Regions from separate parts of the Mus musculus genome. Here region 1 is linked to region 2. A link is a contact called in public promoter capture Hi-C data. All regions are on one chromosome and are shown on one strand. The core of a region is the stretch at or near the end of the contact, and the rest is flanking DNA. Distances in the headings are between cores, read along the strand shown. Region 1 holds the start of Ccn6 (cellular communication network factor 6). Region 2 holds the start of Marcks (myristoylated alanine rich protein kinase C substrate).

What was found. Promoter capture Hi-C pulls out the DNA fragments that hold promoters and counts their contacts.
Region 1: a contact with region 2 is called in a promoter capture Hi-C map of hippocampal neurons, with 18 times the contacts expected there. The contact joins the promoter of Ccn6 here to the promoter of Marcks in region 2. A contact is called at or near these places in 7 of 39 promoter capture datasets (the C10 cell line, cranial neural crest, hippocampal neurons and 3 more), 1 of 484 Hi-C or Micro-C datasets (uterus), 7 of 115 datasets of contacts at active chromatin or transcription factors (the NIH/3T3 cell line, astrocytes, differentiating embryonic stem cells and 4 more) and 1 of 9 other capture datasets (adipose tissue).

What each region holds. Positions count from the first base shown.
Region 1 is chr10:39,162,331-39,165,134 of GRCm38.p6, forward strand. Ccn6 (cellular communication network factor 6) reads right to left here and starts at 1,464. Exons shown (of 5, transcript NM_001127376.1): 1 at 1,263-1,464. The coding sequence starts at 1,310.
Region 2 is chr10:37,137,577-37,140,276 of GRCm38.p6, forward strand. It overlaps Marcks (myristoylated alanine rich protein kinase C substrate), which reads right to left and starts at 1,350. Exons shown (of 2, transcript NM_008538.2): 1 at 858-1,350. The coding sequence starts at 959. 5930403N24Rik (RIKEN cDNA 5930403N24 gene) reads left to right here and starts at 1,956. Exons shown (of 3, transcript NR_166104.1): 1 at 1,956-2,700.

The DNA.
Region 1 (2,804 bases), core at 214-2,713, 2.0 Mb after region 2:
ATGTCCAGCCAAGAACCATGAACTTAAACCGAGAGCCAAGATAAACCTTCCTTTAATTATTTTTCAGGTATTTTATCACCATGACCAAAACAAAGCAAAACAACAAACAAACAAACAAACAAAAAACCCACACATAATTAAGGCAAAATTAATCACGAATGATAATTTGTGGTCTAAGTACAATATCTCTTTGTATTTGCACTTGTTTTCTATTCTGTACATTTCTCTGTGTGCTAGAATATTTGCTGTTTAAGAACATGCTCTAAAAAAAACTAAAAAAAAAAAAAGAACATGCCCTAGTCCTCAGTTGACAGTAACCACCTGCCTCTCCTGAGAGTGTAGAACAGGAGAGAGCTGGGCACAGAGCTATTGAAGAAATGTCCTCCAGCTGTGCCAGCAGGAAGAACCCATCGCTGAGATCCTTCTTAGGAGCCTTCTGAAACCTCACACCTCTAGACGGTATAACAACTCCCCTTACTGTATAGAATACCTCTGCTGCCCCAGCCATGTTCAGCTCCAACTCCTTACCCTTCCATGTTTTCTATGTCACCGGAAGAGGTCAGAGCCAGCAGTGACCTTCATGTAAATAAATCAGCAAGTAACTCTGTCTGCTTTAATCTTCTCAATCAAAAACACTAAGGCAATGAATTGCTCATTTTAAATTAAACTTCATATGCTCTGCCCTCCGAATTATTTAGAGCTTCCACGGACAGATTCACTCACAAAAAGTGAAAGACCCAAGGCTTGAGAAAAGATAAAGTAAAAGTTTAACACTAAATGTTCCTTCCTAAGCGTTCCTTTCAAACAAGGACAGGCTTAGCTGGGGGAAAAAAAAAAAATCATTGCCAAACCCGTTTTTTTGCCAGGAGCTCTTTGCATGCTACAAGCTGTGAAAAGGCGAGCCCGCCTGCCCTTGTGTTCGCCCGCCCGCGCCTGCAACCTCTCATGAAGGGATCATGTTTACAGCTGTGGCCGTCAGTGCTACCCATCCGAGAGCTGGGGTGGACTGTGTAAATAGACATAAGGGAACACTAGTGGACTGTTCACACATTGCAAGAAGGCTTCAGTGTGTACACCTCAAAGGGGGAAGTGTCCAGCATCGAGACGAAACTCCCAAGCTAAAACTGAACGTTCTGGAAAGGAAAATGGCTCCCCATTTCTCATTAAATAATTACCCGTATATTTCCCCCATTTCTACCTTGCAGCTGTACTTTGGGCCTGGAGATGTACAGCTGGAGTCTGAATGTGAAACAAGGACTTACCTGTGTCAGCCCAGTCATGAGCAGAGTGCAAAAGAGGAGCCTACGCATGATGCCGGGAGGATGGAGAGATGGAGAAGCGCCAGGCACAAAGCTCCCCTGTCTCCTGCACAAGGAACCACGTCTCCACCTCCTGGGCTTCAGACTCCCGGGTTGCACTTTCCGTCTGAGGATCTGTCCCAGTGCCCTGCGGATTTCACTGGACTTCTAGAAGCTCCTTGGGTCTGCACGGTGTGCGTCAGGAGGGGCCAACACCTTCCTACAGGGACTCTGCGAGAGCAAGTGGAGGTTGTTCTCTGAGGGAGGACGGACATCCTGTTCTTGAGATCCAAGCCCGTCTTCCAGGAGTTGGGTGGCATTGGACATCTTTCCCACCTTGCCCTTGGTCTCTCTGATTTCTCTGCCGGGTGTTGGTCCAGTCTCTCCCCATTTCATGTCACTTGAGTTTCATGTCCTACCAACAGCAGATTCTAGAGGCCTTTCCTGAGCTGGTGAGCAGCCCCCACCCCATGTCGTCCTATACTCCGACACATCTCACCCCTGGGGCAATGGTAAGGGGTTAACCTAGTGGGTGTAAGTAGACTCCCCACAGCACATTTGCTTAAACTAGGCTCCTATCTGCAGTTGTAGTTTTGTGGGAGACAACAGAAAATTAACCCTAGGTTTCCCCAATTAGGTTTTCCCAATTAGATTTTCCCAATTAGAAAATTGGAGTGAGAATTTTTTTTAACATACGAAACACTACAAGATGCCCATTAATACATATAATTTTGTTTTTGTGTATCAGTTAAAACAATCTTTAAAACTCTAAAAAGTAAGTTACTCTGAATTTGAACCATTTCTCCAGAAACACACCATGTGTGCACACACATGTGGCCACCAGCCTGTCCCCTCCTGTGTTGTCACCAGGACAAGAGTTAAGAGTATCCATTTTAACCTTTGTTCTTTCTCTGTCCAAGTCTTGTCTTCCTGAAGATCCAGCAGGCGAAACCTACCTTCCCACAGCTCTTCTCCCTTTGGCCTGTCACGTGATCTACAGTGTCCGGGCCTCTTTCTTCCCACCCTTATGAGCATGAATTTAGCACATAAGTAAGGCCTCCCACAGCGGTGACCTCTGGGAGGCTGTGCTCCCACAGAGCCAATAGCACATGAGCATGCACACATCACAGTAGCCTGCAGCTATATGTGCACTGGGCCACCCAGATGGTACCCTTCTTAGTTAGGGGTTTACTGCTGTGGACAGACACCATAACCAAGGCAACTCTTATAAGGACAACATTTAATTGGGGTTGGCTTACAGTTCAGAGGATCAGTCCATTATCATCAAGGTGGGAGCATAGCAGTATCCAAACAGGCATGGTGCAGGCATCTCAAGGCAAACAGGAGAAGACTGACTTCCACACAGCTAGGACAAGGGTCTTAAAGCCCATGCCCACAGTGACCCACCTATTCCAAAAAGGCCACACCTCCAAATAATGCCACTCTCTGGGCCAAGCTTATACAAACCTCACAGTACCCTTTTCATTTGCCACCCTAAGGTCTTGG
Region 2 (2,700 bases), core at 100-2,599:
ACCCATGGCCGACCTCTTGAGCCCACCCAACCATGGCTCTCTGCCTGGGTCGCAGCAGCACTGAGGCAATCCTCGAGGGTGGCCAAGGTGCCACTCACACGAACAGTCCAGACCAAAACACCAGAACTGCTCCCTTCTTGGCAGGCAGGAAAGGGTCTTCAAAAACCCACTGAGAATTCCCACCACACCAGGATACCATTTGAAAAGTCATATGGGTGTGTAATTACACAGCTACCAAAGGGGGAGGGGAAGGGCCATCGCAAAGGCACTTGGAAAAGCTGCCTGTCCGGCTCTAACCAGCCACCTTTCCAAGAACCCGAGGCATACTGCCTCTGGATACAATAAGACAAGCCTTCTCAGCTTGCCTTTCTCCACCGCCATCCGCGTTGGCTCCCCCCTTCCTACACACACATACACACGCGCGCGCACACACACAACCACACCAGAAATCTCAAAGACGACCCAATCTCGACAATAAATACGTGAGCCACCCAAACACCACTGTGGCCCCAAATACAAATGCAACCTGGAGGGGCGTTGGGGGGGGGGTGCATCTAACTAGTCACGTTCAGCCAATCTCCAAACCACGCCATTTTAGACGATTTATCACTCTTCCTCCGGTCTACTCAAGAATTGGCCAGGATCCTTAGGAACCACTCCTTTGGGGTGGGGGTGGAGGGTACCCTTCCTATGAAAAATTGACAATTTAGGCTATCATTACCCATTCAACTTTCAGACTAGAATCTGGCTAGGCTCCCCTCCCTCGAATGCATCTCGGGCGCGACCAGAGGGAAGACGAGGCGTCCAGATTAGAGAAAGACACCCAAGAAATGCCAAGAACCACAGGTAGAATTTACCTGCCCATTTGCTTTGGAAGGCGACGAGGCCACAGCCGCCTCCCCGGGCCTCTCGGCGGTGGCTTCTCCCTTCGCTGCGGTCTTGGAGAACTGGGCACCCATGCTGGCTTCTTCAACAAAGAAACTCAACAGATCCAAGAGAGGAAACAAAGAGCCTTCGGTTGGTGTAACGACGGGGCGAGCAGCAGCAGCAGCAACAGCGGCGGCGGCACACACACCGGAGGGAGGGGGTGGGGGTGGCGAGGAGGACAGAAGAGACCCGATTAAATACTCCGGATAAAAAATTTTTAGTCGAAGAGATCAAAAAAGCAGCAGCGCAGGAAGGAGGGAAAAAGGTGGAAAAGTCGAGCACAAAAAAGGAGCCCAAGTGTAGTTTTTTTAAAAAAAGAAGTAATAAAAAAAAATCCCAGATTTGTAGCCGCACTGTAGACAAGAGGAAAATGGAGAAATCTCCCTGGTTGCTAATAAGATGCGGGGTCCAACGCCCAAGTGCACAGATGAATGGGCTCGCGGGCGCTGACGCGGCCCCCGCGCGCGCTGGCCAATCCGCGCGCCGCACACAAAGCAGGGGGCGGGGCCTGCGCTCCGGGCGAACAATGGAGCCGCGCTTTGCAAACGGTTTGAAAATCAGCCTCAGACCAAGAATTAATGTCTTCCAAATAAATAAATCAATTAAAAAATACGTGCTTCTCGTCTCCCTCGGCCTGAAAATAATAATGCATGTCTTGATTGGCTTGCTTTGTTTGGAATTAATTAACGCGGGAGGGGGTACTTATGGATGGGGGCGGAGAAAGCTTTAACTTGACTCGCATTGACTCTTGCCGGTCTATATCCGCGTCTGTCTCTAGCCATTCTCTCCCCTCCCCCATCTTTCCCGTGTGTTTACGTGTATAAGTGTGTATACGAGTGTTAAAGACAATGGGTAGGATTTGTGTGCTAGCAGCATTTTTTCCCTCCGCACTCCATAAGGGTTTCACAGATAGTGCGCAAGGATTTTTTTTTTTGGGGGGGGGTGTTTCTTTTTTTAAAAAAACTGCTGCAATTGTTAAATCGTCCCACACTGAAAGGTATTTAAACCACGAAGATCGAATTTCATCTAGCAAGATCTCCAGTTGGAATTAGGTCTGTAGGCCAGATGTGGGAAACGCAAAAACAGCAAACAGCCTAAGCCATGCTCGTTCCTTTCTCTCCTAGAGGCGTGAAATAAAATATTTTGAAATTGGTCCTTGGAGCACCTCAAATCGCGTCTCTCCAACTATTCCAATTACCGATCACTTTTCCACAAAACATTGTGAGGACCATTTTCAGAAGATCGAAACTTGCTAGCATGTTATCACTGTAAGAAACGACATCATTAATTTTCCTCTGTGGTAAAACTAGACCGAGCCTTGAGTGTACGAATCCATATTTACAGTTGGGAGGCAGCTACTCTCGTCGACACGGGTTGTTTTCCTAGCCTGCTGCCAACATCGGAGGGACTCTCATTTTGAACTTGTCTGTGCACAGCATCAAGTGTGCTCCTGGAAGAGAGGCAACAGCGAGGAAATCCTAAAAGACCGAGTCCTAGTCTCAGAAGAAATCGCCTGCAAGGTTGAGAGACAGAAAGAAAATCCCTGGAGACTCCACGTCTAACCCAGGCTAAAGGCAAAGCTCTACAGCGGTGTGTAGGATATCTCTCTCGTTCGCTACAGCCCTTGCCACCGAAGTACCAGACGCTTTTAGTGTGTGAAAGACCAGGCGTTGATTTAATGTATCTGGAAGGGAGAGGGGATAGAGGATGCAACTTAATAAATATTCCTCTAGTCTCGCTCATGAAAACATCCAAAACATCTTTCGGCGTTTG